Regions from separate parts of the Mus musculus genome. Here region 1 is linked to region 2. The links are chromatin contacts, called in public HiChIP or PLAC-seq maps. All regions are on one chromosome and are shown on one strand. The core of a region is the stretch at or near the end of the contact, and the rest is flanking DNA. Distances in the headings are between cores, read along the strand shown.

Region 1 (6,464 bases), core at 560-3,059, 110 kb before region 2:
TCACACCTGGCGAAGACATCCTTGACCATCAACAAACTGTGCTCAAGAGAAAAATGTGGCCTTACTTTCTCTATCCCAAGCAGGCTTGGGACTCTCCTTTCAGGACAATGCTATTTAAATGTCACTCCCACACGCAGACAGAGGTGTAGTTTGTTCCTAGGAGCACAGATGACTTCTTCCTATGCCAAACAGAAAACCGTGGGCAATTTTAAGTGATGGTCTTCTTCCTCTTTATCCCTGTAGATTTTAGAAACTGTACATAATACACCCATGCTCAGAGCACCCAGTTTCAAACATACAAACACTGGGAGCTGCCAAGAAGTATTCCAGGTCCCGCAACCACCACTATCCCCGCCCCCAGAAGATCAGGAGGTGAGTGACATTTAGATGAGAACAAAACTTCCTGGGCGTCCCACATGGAAAGTGGAGTCTCAATGAAGTAAGGATTTAGCAGAGAGGTGTGGAAGAGGTGTCTGAACCGCACAGCACCCTTCTGCACTGTCCCCGCATTGAGGGAGATGGCATGAACTTGGCCAATCACTGGCTGCCCCTGGGGGAAGGACAAGAACAAATAACCTTGGGAAAGTCTAGTCCCTGAGGCTAGTGGCAGTCACCAATGAGCACAGAAGCTGTGAGTGGCTCTGTATAAATGATGATTGCTTTGGTTCTAAGGAGGGGATGAAGGGGTGATGGGCAGATGGCTTAGTGGGAATTGCACCTGCCACTAAGCCTGACAACCTGAGGTTTCACATAGTGTAAGAACACACACACACACACACACACACACACACACACACACACACACACACACACATGTAATTAGAAAATGCTTACAGTGGAGATCTGGACAGAATACCTTAGATTTACTAAAGGTACTTGAAAGGTTACACATTACTGCAGAGGGAGAAATCCATCTAGGAAGGCTTTCGGGAGGAGGATATGAACAGCTTTTGAAGCTAGTAGAGCAGAGAGGAATGACCATCTTAAGAAGCAAGGGGACTTTGAGACATACAAACCTCCCTCCCCCTGCTCTGCGTAGTTCACATTTTCATTGCTTTCCCAAAGGTTGACTGTCCACCACCCTCCTGTGTCTGGGAAGCAGGAGGCTTGGGCTCCGTCAATGTAGGGACACCCACAGTTCTAACAGGACATGACTTTGTGATCTTCGGTCTGTCAGGAAAATGCATAAAGAAATAAAAATAACAGAGAGGTTAATTAACGGAGCCCACAGGTTTCTTTGTAACCTCCTCCACTTCACTGTGTCAATAATAACCGGAGAGCAGACTTTCCCCAGGATATTCCAGAGCGTGACTAATTGCAATAACAAAGAACACATTTTCCCCATTCTCCGCCCTCTCTGATTTGGAAAATAGATTTTTGCCCTTTTCCAGGTATGTGATGCAAGACTGGTGAGCTGATCCGACTGTGTAGACATGACTAAAGCTCATTTGCTGAGATCTGAGTACCCAAGGGGCTCCTCGATCCTTTGGGGGAACCCACGTCAAGCAACACCCTGCAAATTGTTGCTTGGCTGTGCCAGGAGGCCAGGGAACTACCAGCTGTGACTTCACCAGACAGGACTGCTGGCACAGGACCATCCAGGAACTGTACATGCATGGATTATTTTTTCCCCCTGAAAGCCAATTTTGCTTCTGAGACATTTACATTGTTTCCCTAAAGGTTGTACAAATACATTTGCACATTTATTTCTATCTAGCTGCTGAGACAGGAGGCTCCAGGGATCAGAGGAACTTGGGGGTCTGATGAGGACCAGGCGGTTTCCAAGGCCATGCAGGGAGTGATCGGTGTGTCTGGAACACATTAGGGGCATGTAAGGCAGTGTTTGCCACAGGCCTGTCAGCCCCGAGGACCACAGAGGATCTGCTGTGCATTGATTGTGCGCCTTGGGCGAGGTGCTTGTGGCAGATTACAATAACAACCATAATTTATTTGACCCCCTCTATCTACCCACTGTGATAGTTCCCTGCCAGACTGACCTCGGGCCTCCCTTTGAGTACTGGGATGTTAGCAAACCCACAAGTGAGGGCTTGAGAAGTACTTACACATGGCAACTGCCTGTCTTGTTGCCCCTGCAACCAAGCCACCCACATGTAAAGGGACTCAAGCCAGTCTACTGGGAGGTAAGAAATGCATGGCCAGCTATCCTAGTCATCCAGTTGGTGGCCAGTCAACTACCAGACAGGAATGTGAACGTTCAGGCAACCTGCCAGGTGACCTCGAACACAGTTTCCTAGCTATGATCAACAGAAGGGAGTCCATCTGAGGCCAGCCCACATCCCTACCCCGTAGCATTGAGAGCTGAAGAAGGACTTGCATGGAGTCACACCTTTGTCTTCTCAGACACTGTTCTCAATCGTGGGCTTAGGGCTAAGCCATGTGACTTGCCCTGTCCAGCTCTCAGCTTGCTGCAGCAGCCATCTCAACGCTTTCCTCCAGGCATGGCTCTTCCTTGCTGTGTCTGTGAGGAGGTGGGAACCGCATCTCCTCAGGTGCCCAGGTTCTGCAGTCATGACAGAGCATGACTCTCTGAGAAACCACATGGTGAAGAGTCACCCATGCACCCACAGGGTTTTCACAAAGCTGGCTGCAGCCTTGGAGAGACAGCGCTGTGAGTCAGAGGAACTTTCGGGCACAGCCAGTAAAAGATGGAAGCTTACCTCATCTGAAGAAGGCCTCCATCAGGGCTCTGGTGGCCTACTCACACTTCCGTCTTTTGCAGATGACCCTGTGGGCAGGAGGCTGCATAACCTATTGCCTTTGAGTTGGGCAAAGTAAGGAGTATGCCTGTCTCATCTTTGTTCTGGAATTTGAGGATATTAATGGCAATTGATACTTTAAAGGACTTCAGTGCTCACACAGATGTGGTCTTCCTAGATCAAATCTGGAAAGAGAAAATAGAGACCCAGGAGTCAGTGTTTTGGTGGCACATTAAAAAAAAATGTGTTCTTGTCAAGTTGGTGGCTGTTGCCTAGGGAATCCTAAGTCCAGGTCTTAGATTCTTTGGTTGGACCTTGAGGGCTCTGACCTAACTAAGTGCCGCTAGACTGGGGCTTGGTTGGAGGAAGTATGTGTATAGAAAGAAGAGGGAGCATGTCCTAGCTCTCTCCTCTTCTTCCTCTTCCTCTTCCTCTCCCTCCTCCTCCTCTTCCTTTTCCCTTTCTCTCCTTCTCCAGTATGAACAAATTTCCCTATCACAGTCTTCTACTCTATTTCTGATTGACCCCAGGTGTGAATGTAGCAGAGCCAGCCGATCATAGACTGAAACCATGAGACCTGAACTTTCTCCTGCTTTGTAACCCCAGGTACTTTTGCTTCAACAATGAAAAACAAACACACACAGATTTTTTTTCTTCTTCAGGATCCATAAGACCACTTCACCTGACCTGTGGAGGTGATTCAATAAATACTTGGCAGATGAATGAGTGAATGAATGAATGAATGAATGAGTGAATGAATGAGTGAGTGAGTGAATGTAGTAAAGAGATGCGCATGAGTGTGTTTCTGTCTTCCAGCTCCATACAGGGCTCAGAAGCCTGCTAATGGGGGAGGAAGGTTCCATGCTGTGGAAATTTCTCTGAAAGCTCCTTATAACTTAATTGTGCTTTAGTATGAAGAAGTTCTGCCAACATCCCCTTCCCATGTTCTTCAGTGGCTAAAAAAACGAGAGCTTTGTTCTTCCCTGTGTGGGAGGACTGGCTTGAGCCCCGAAATCTGCAGTTGTGGGAATAATATCTTTTTATGCATTCCCTGTCTCTTCCCTCCCCAGCTATCCTTTCTTCCTTTTGAGTTTTAAGATGTCTTTTATGTGTGCCCCCACAACCCATGCTCCGTGTCAGACCCCCTGGCGGCCCTCCAAAGTTTCCGGCGAGACTGCATTTGCTGTAAACACTTATGAAATTAGTCAGTGGTCTCATTTGTCAATGGCCTCCTTTTTCCACTTACCTTTTTTTTTTTTTTCTGGAGAAAAAAAAATGTTTCTTTCTGTGTGTTGAAGGCAGTAGGAAATGAGAAAGTAACAGCATATCCTTTCTAGACATTTTGACCACAGTGTCTGTGAGTATAGTGGTAAAGGCTTTTCTAAAACAACCATTCCTGGAAATCAGCACGTCACAAAGGAGGGATGCATGCTCTGGTCCCTGAGGTCCGGCTCACCCTCTCCATTAACTTCCCAACTCTCCGAAGCTTGCTTCTTAAGAACTCTGTCCATTTTCCCGGTGAGGTGAAAAGGTGACCGAATATCCCTTCCCTGTTGGGTGTGATCGTGTTTATTTGAGCAAGGACTGATGGACACCACCCACCAGCAGAGGTTCTCTCAGCATCGGGCAGTGGAGCCCTTCTGTTTCAGGGCCGCTATGATCCTTGTACTGACTTACACTCTCTAGGCTACAGGGGAAAGCAGGAGCCAGGCCCTTGTTAGTGAATGGCATGGGGGCACAATTCCAGCACTCACAGGGATGAGGTTGGAGGATTAAAAAAAGTTCCAGGCTAGCCTAGCATACATAATGAGAAGCCATTTTTAAAAAGACAGACAGACAGACAGACAGACAGACAGACAGACAGACAGAGGAATGAAAGAAGTAAAGGGAGAAGGGGAAGGAAGAGAAGGAAAGGATACAGAGCCTCAAAGTACAGCACAGCTCTCGCTCCCAGCGCTCATTGCCCCCCTGTCCCCTCAGGCAGCAAAGGAGTGTCTCCTAGACACCCTGCTTCTTGGTCCCTTGTCCCCAGCTCACTCCTGCACTGTGGTCTTGCAGAGGCGTGTCTGCAGGCTCTAAATTTGGGGGCCCAAAGAGCCAAGAGACCACATTTCTCAGTGCTCAGAGCCTTGATGGGACACAGGAGGAGGGATCCCACTGCTAGAAGAGGTATTCATGTTTCCTGTGCCACCTCACCACCCCCACCATGGGGAAAGAGGATGGAGCTGGGATTTTACTCTGCTTGGGGTTCTTTCCCTTGCTCTGTCCCTGCTTTGCCTTGGGCTCCTTTGTAAGTCACCTGTGCCAGAATGGCCAGACTGGGAAGGACCTGACTGAAGACGAGGGTTCCTGAGACCAGCTGTGTTAACGGGAAGCAGGTGTCTTGTGTGGGATGGATTTTAGTAAGAGGGAGATTCCTTCTTGACTCTGAGAGCATCATGTACAGACTGCCAGTCCTGCATAACTTAGGAAGAACTAGCAAGACCATTTACAGGGTAGATGTCTTATGTAAGCAGCTCTGGCTGGGGGTGGGAGGGCGCCTTGCAGACTGACAGAAGAGTTGCATCAGCTCAGGACACATACCCACTCAGGCATGCCACAGTCCTGCGAACCTGGGATGGTAGATGCTGGTAGAACCCAGGCTCTAGAACCCAATGAAGGTTAAGCCCACACCACAGACTCCAGGAGTGCAGCGTCTATGTGAAGACGTGGTAGCAATAGTCTCCTGTTCATGGGAGAACATTAAGTTCTGGGGGTGACAAGAAGGTCCAGGTTTTGAGGCATGCAAGTAGCATGATGCTTCTGCATTAGTGTCCATAAAAACAGAGTTCCTCATGCCTGGCTCGTGGACTATCAAGTTCAATGAAGGGCTTCCTAAGCCCATGCTTCTGCAACTACGCTCAACGACACAAAGTGTAGGGAGGCAGGAAGCATGACCCAGCCAAAGGCAACAGCTTGGAAAGGCCTTGATGCTACCCGGCACCTGGCACCAACCCATGTGCACCTGCAAGTCACCTGGGATGTGCACCTGGCTCTGCAGCAGCCTAGAGGGCCTGGGGAGTTGGTTTGATGAGTAAAACTGCTTGTGTAAGCATGAGGACCAGAATTTAGACCTCCTAGAACATACATAAAAATGGGATGTGGGTGCATATGCCTGTAGCACGAGGACTTGGGATGCAGGGAAGTGGGGCAGGGGACAGACACAGGAAGATTGCTGGCTCTTATGGCTGCTAATCTACCAAAAAGCTGGCAAGCTCTAGGGTCAGGGAGAGACCCTGTCTTGGGAGAATAAGGTGGAGAGTGATGGAAGAGAAGACTCAACATCCTCTCTGGTATGTGTGTGTGTGTGTGTGTGTGTGTGTGCGCGCGCACGCGTGTGTGTACCCATTCACATGCAAACTACAGACAGACAGATGGAAGAGGACACACACACACACACACACACACACACACAAGACTTAGGTCTGTCTACACCACCCTGAGCACCTGGCTGATGCTCTGAGTGCACAGATCCCTTGCATGCCATTTGAGCCATACTGGAGGAATCCCATGCCCTGTCTCTGCAGCAAGAAGATGTTGCTCATGTCCCACATTCTCACATTCCCTTGAGGTAAACAAGGCACATGTTTTATCACCATTGGCAGATGTAGAAACGGATACTTTCAAAACTTAGGTTACATTGTTCAGGGGTGTTGAAGAGGCCCTGGCCTTCTGCGTTCCTGTCACCTGCTCTCTGCCTCTCTGTCA
Region 2 (6,254 bases), core at 1,219-3,718:
GGGTGGGGCTCTGCTTGGCCACCTCTAAATTAAGCATGAATAAGTTATTAATTTATTTGTGTTTCTGTTACTGTCCCCAGTGCTAGGGAAACAAGAGTAAATAAAAACAGTTCACAAAGACCCAGAGGTGAAGGAGAGTGTGGACCACTGTGGCACCCACCTCTCATCCCAAGACTCAGGAGTCTGCTCATTGCAAGTTTGAGATAAGTCTCTGCAGTCAAACTGGAAAATAAGAGAGAATTCTCAACACTGAGACGGCCTGCTGGGGGAGGGGCTCTGTGCTCCACACATAAAGGAGAGTAAGAGCAGAGGGGGTGATGGGACCGTCACCCCGACTTCTCCACTCTAAAAGCTCCTGTGCAGAGTTGGGTCTGGCTGAGCTGCAAACTGGAGGAGAGGAGCGAGGAAGCCTTTCACAGAGTCCTCTGGAGCGCTGACTTCTTGGGCCAGGCTCACAGCAAACATCCAAGCAGTGTTTGCTGCATGGCTGAAGATGGCCACTGCCAGAAAGAAGCATAAAAACTAAACCTGCTTTCAACGCCACTGCCTCCCTTCCCATTGGAGCCCAAGAAAATTTCTCTGCTCTATTCTAACCAGTACACCAGAGCTCGTGTCTCTAGCTGCATATGTAGCAGAAGATGGCCTAGTCGGCCATCACTGGCAAGAGAGGCCCCTTGGTATTGCAAACTTTATATGCCCCAATACAGGGGAACGCCAGGGCCAAGAAGCAGGAGTGGGTGGATAGGGGAGCAGGGCAGAGGGAGTGTATGGGGAACTTTCAGTATAGCACTTGAAATGTATATAAAGAAAATATCTAATAATAAATAAATAAATATAAAAAAATTTTAAGAAAAAAGAAAATGTCTCTGCTCACTTGGCCAGCGACTCTAGCACCCATGAGGTCAGGAGAGGTGGTGGGAGGAGGAAGTGAGTTGGACTGAACAATTTCCCTGTGACTTCGAGGAGGCTTGGGTGGGCAAAAAACAAAGAAGGAGGAAATGCAGACGATGCTGGGGAGACATCTCAGGAACTAAAATGCTTGCCTTGTAAGCATGGGGACTGGAGTTTGATCCCCAGAAAACACACACACACACACACAAAGAAGTATAGATAAATAGATGAATGAGTGGATAGATGGATAGATGATAGACAGACAGACAGATGGATAGGGAAACAAAGGAAGAAAGAAAGGGAGGGGGGAAGGGAGAGAGAGAGCACTGGGCATGGTGGTACAGGTTTAAAACTGCAGCACACGGAGAGGGAGACAGACAGATCCCTGGGCCTCTCCAGACAGCCAAGCAGCACAGCTCACTTGTTGAGCTCCAGACCAGTGAGAGACCCTATATCAAAAACTTAAAATGGATACCTTCAGAGGGACTTCAAGACAAGGTTGACCTCTGACCTCCACATGCACAGGTGCATGCATGTGAGCCTGCACGCAGACACACACAAACACACACACACACACACACACACAGTCTCACACACACAATCTCTCTCACCCCCACACACAAGAAAACATGGAAAAACTGGCTAACTGCAAAAGGATTTTGATGAAAAATATTCACTGGAAACAAAAGAACATTGTTGTGTAAGGAATCCACCAGAGAAGGCTGCTCAGACTCAAGTTTAAGCCAGTAGAAAGCCTTTGTCAGTGACCACACCGAGTGCTCAGGATCCCAGTGTTGCCCCAAGCCTTTCTTAGGGGGAGCTTTTAAAACACACACACACACACACACACACACACACACACACACACATCCTGGGTTGACATATTTCAGCTAACAAGAACAGTTAGGTAGAAGCAGAACTATAGAAGCCAAAAAGCAAGGTTAGTACATTTAGAGACTTTCTCAGAACTATGGGCTGTGATGGATTAGGTCTTTGTTCTCATTTTGGCAGGTGTTGCTGCCTCTGTGCTGGGCTCTAAGACTTGAATGATGCTTCCTTCCATCATGGTAGATTGGATTCAAACCCGGCTGCTGGGCACCTACACCGACATGGCATGTCAGGACAGCAATGTCTGAGACATGTTTTGAAATGGGGCTGGTGAGATGGCTCAGCGGTTAAGAGCATCGACTGCTCTTGCTAAGGTCCTGAGTTCAAGTCCCAGCAACCACATGGTGGCTCACAACCATCTGTAATGAGATCTGATGCCCTCTTCTGGAGTGTCTGAAGACAGCTACAGTGTACTTACATATAATAAATAAATAAACAAATAAAAAAAAAAAAAGAAATGGGAACAGCTTCTCTCTGAGCCTGGGAAGTCCAGTATTATTAAATCAGATTACAGCAGTACCAGGAACCATCGTTAGAAAAGCTGATGTGGGAATCTAAAAATGCCAGAGAAACCAGACATCGTGGACTCCTTTTCCTGGAATGAAGTCTCTGAGCACAGAAAGGGTGACACAAGAGTGAGGCCACTGGGTGAGCCTGGACAGGAATGGGGCGTGGTCAAGACATGGCATGCTTTCTCAGCAGGAAACTGCAGGAGAGAGTAAAGGTCTGGATAGGGTGGTGATGAGAAGGGGAAGGGCTGGAGCCAGTAAACCCCAGAAACCAGAGCTTTGCAAGAGGGAGGGCCCAGGGATTGGCAGGGGGTCTCCCGGGTCTTCATTTGTCAGCCTGCTTCCTGGCTCACCTCTACCAGCCTCAGTGCAGGGCTGGGGGACGTTGCAATGAGCAGGATGGGTAAGACAGACACTGGCACAGTACCAGGCTCCAGCCATCATTAATGATTAGCACTTCCTGTGAGTCAGCTAATCACGTCCCCCAGGGAGCTGGAGATAAGAAAGGCCCACATGTTCAGGCCAGAAAATAGGCTGAGAGAGGTGAGCTCCCTTCCCATGCTCATAGAGAAAACACCAGAATCATGAAAAAGGTAGGCATAGTGGCCAAATGCAGGGCCATGCTGTGAACTGCTACACAGGGCAGCCTCCCCGACTGGACAGCAGCAGACCCTACATTAACACCCACCAAGTTTATTTGGGAGTCACATGTCTTTGTTATTTTTTTTAATTTTGTCATTTTCTTTTTTTATTTTATTGAAAATGTTCCTTTCTCATACAATATGTCCTGGCTATCATTTCCCCTCCTTCTGCTCCCCCCACTTCTCCTGACTCCTCCCTCTCTCCAGACCCACTCCTTTCTGTCTTTCATTAGAAAAAAACAGGCTCTTTTCCCCGCCCCCTCACACTACCAAACTATTTCAAATGATCAGAGCACAGTTCTGCCACATTATAAATCCCTTTTTACACTTTATGTGCAACAAAATGATTAAGAATTTTAAGCATTCTTTTATATTCCAATCATATATAAATCTTATTTTTCAATATAAGTTCACATTTCCTAACATTTACATGAACAGTAATTCTATTTATGGATATTGACTGGCTATGTCGTAGAATGTATGTAGATGTCTCTTTAATGCTGTAGTTTTAACAGGGCATCTTAAAATAACAAATGGCATTAACAATTTAAAAGAAAAAAGAAAGAGCAGGCTTCTAAGAGATAACAACCAAACATGACAAGATAAAATTCAATAAGATGAAGCAAAAAATGATCATATTAAAGTTGGACAGGGCAACCCAACAAGAGGAAAAGAGTCCAGAGAGCAGGCACAAGAGTCAGAGACCCACTCACGCTCATACTCAGAGGTCCCAAAAAATAATGAGCTAAGAGCTAACGTGTGTGCAGAGGACCTTGTGCAGACCCATGCAGGGCCCATGCTTGCTGCTCCAGCCTCTGAGTTCAGAGGAGCCTTGCTCAGTTGATTCAGGGGGTCTTTTGCTCCACTACCACCCCCCCAGATCTTACACTTATTCTGCCTCCTCTTCCTCAGGGTTCCCTGGAGTCACACGTTTTTCATGTGATAGAAAGAAGCACTTGGAATATGTTCTAAAATGTCCAAATGTGTCATTGGGAGGGACTATGTGAAGGATCACCATCAGTGTTAGCACCAGCCAAAAAACAAAAACAAACAAACAAACAAAAAAAAACTTGAAACTGAACTAGAGGAAGGTAGAAGTGAGGTATAGGAACATCAACCGAGGAATGGGAAGGAATGGAAGCTGCATTCACACTCATTTTCAGACACACATTCACATCTGAGTGCACATGTGCACCATACATGCACATACACACACACACACTCACAAATATGCACACATACACACAAGCACAAATAAACATGCACATACATCCTGGTACATCTGATCCAAGCAAGCAGTGCTGGAACAATGTTTAGTTCCCACAGTAGAAGCAGAAATGCAAGAAAATGTACTTAGAAATGAGAAAAGGTTTCTTTGCCAGGGACAGATGCAAATCTACAGTAGGAAAGGTCTCAGTGAAAGTAGATGGGGTGTTCTGGGGGATGGGAGAGGGGAGAGGAAAATGGGGGAGGAGAGAAGAGAGGGACAGGAAGAGGAAGGGGAGAAATAAAATGGGTTTTCATGAAAAAACGTTTCATGTTTTCACCTTTGAGCTACTATGAACAATGGCATCATAAACATTGGCTCACAAGCATATATATATATATATATATATATATATATATATATATATATAGAGAGAGAGAGAGAGAGAGAGAGAGAGAAAGAGTTTATGTGAACAGTAATTCTATTTATGGAGATTGACTGGCTATGTCATGGAATTTATGTAGATGTCTCTTTGATGCTGTAGTTTTCACAGGGCATTTGGAATGCATTCTGATATGTTTGTTGCTTGGTTCCTTGGCAACTTTATATTTTATTTTTGTGAGAACCTTCCCATATTGTCTTCCACTGTAGCTGCCCCATTTGGCATCTACCAGCAACGCAGTCAGTTTTTAGCTTCCCCACATCTGCTGACACTTGCCCTAACTCTGAACTCTTTTAACAGTAGCCATCCAAATGGGTATGATGGAGTGGCTGCAGAAATACGAGATTTATGTTCTTCCAAATTTTCTATTTGCATGGTGTCTCATCCATAACCCTGTGTGAGAAACTGGAAATCTACGTTTGCAGAAAGCTAGAAGCGAGAACCAGATTGAGACAGAAGGTCACCATGTGCAAAGCACTTCTTTTGAGTTTACTGTATGTGTGCCTGGAAACCACAATTAGGTGTGGGGTTGCAGGGAGAGGTGGAACTACACTACAAAAGAGGAAACTGAGGCAGGTGGAGCATACACTGTTTGCTAACATGACTCCAACCAGGTTTCACCCACAAGGCTTTAACTCAGTGTCAGATCCCCCCCCCCCCCCCATACCACACTGTAGTTAAATCCCAACATCTAAATACATTCTAGAAATATGGCTTGTACATATGGTACTATGTAAATATTTACATATGGCTTATGTGTACACAAGAGCGCATGCATACTCACACACACACACACACACACACAGAGAGACAAAGAGAGAGAGAGCCTATTCTGAGCCTATAGTAGGCTTGTAGACAAAGTAGCCAACTCCTCTTTTCCTGCATTGGTTGAACTTGGCCAGGCTCCTCAGAGAACCAAACATCAATAGGTTGGGAAACAACAGGAAGTCAGTGGTGGGGAGCAACAGGGGCTATGTGAAAGCATGTTTATTCTTGATTGTGTCAATCACAGTGTATGTAGACATCAAAAGACAGTGCCACCAAACTCAAAGCAGGAGCAGACACTGCTCAGTGCTTTGAGTTTGCTCAGAGAGAAACAGATACTGTTCCCTTACAGACATTCAGCGGCTGCACATTCCACGGGGCTCCAGGTCCTGGGCAAACCCTTGGCTTTTAGCTCCTGCCAGACCTCTCCCAAAATGGTCCCCGATGGCTCTGCTGGCCCTGGCTGATGGCTGAGGGTTAATTTTGCTGCACGTCAGCAGCCTCGGTGGCACCAGCTCCTACAAATTCAGGGAGAATTGTCTTTAGTTCCCTCTACCTGATTTATGAAGGTACTACTTAGCTTCCAGGAGTATAATAAATATTAATTAATTTGCAGTAATCTTACTTAACACTTTTATAGTAGCTTCATAAAGCATAATTAAGATAACAGACCAAAGACTATATCAATACCAGGTATTATTATCTTGCTACATTAATTTTTAAAATACATTGTCTAAGCAATACCTTTAATCAGCCAGTAAGTAGAGCTCGGTCACAGTGCTCTCCGGGGATGCTTCCCAAAGGACAAGGGAGTCGGCATCTTTCTGATTGGGAAACAAAGGTAGAGGTAACGTATCTTCAGTGTTTTTCATTAATTTTGTGTCACCCAATAACCAGATGGGGAGATTAAG

What was found. HiChIP or PLAC-seq counts read pairs in DNA pulled down with a chosen protein or histone mark.
Region 1: an HNF4G HiChIP or PLAC-seq map of pancreatic cancer cells shows a contact between it and region 2. The contact joins two enhancer-like sites. A contact is called at or near these places in 1 of 484 Hi-C or Micro-C datasets (nephron progenitors), 2 of 115 datasets of contacts at active chromatin or transcription factors (embryonic stem cells and pancreatic cancer cells) and 1 of 9 other capture datasets (embryonic stem cells).

The regions. Positions count from the first base shown.
Region 1 is chr7:133,490,231-133,496,694 of GRCm38.p6, reverse strand. No RefSeq gene overlaps it. Among named protein-coding and RNA genes, the nearest start is that of Tex36, 110 kb to the left of the region's middle. Within about 2 kb of position 1,809, at least 27 of the 459 cell types and tissues checked have an H3K27ac peak or open chromatin away from gene starts, as enhancers often do. A contact at or near this core is called in pancreatic cancer cells, where this site is marked.
Region 2 is chr7:133,378,730-133,384,983 of GRCm38.p6, reverse strand. No RefSeq gene overlaps it. Among named protein-coding and RNA genes, the nearest start is that of Gm35567, 170 kb to the right of the region's middle. Within about 2 kb of position 2,468, at least 17 of the 459 cell types and tissues checked have an H3K27ac peak or open chromatin away from gene starts, as enhancers often do. A contact at or near this core is called in pancreatic cancer cells, where this site is marked.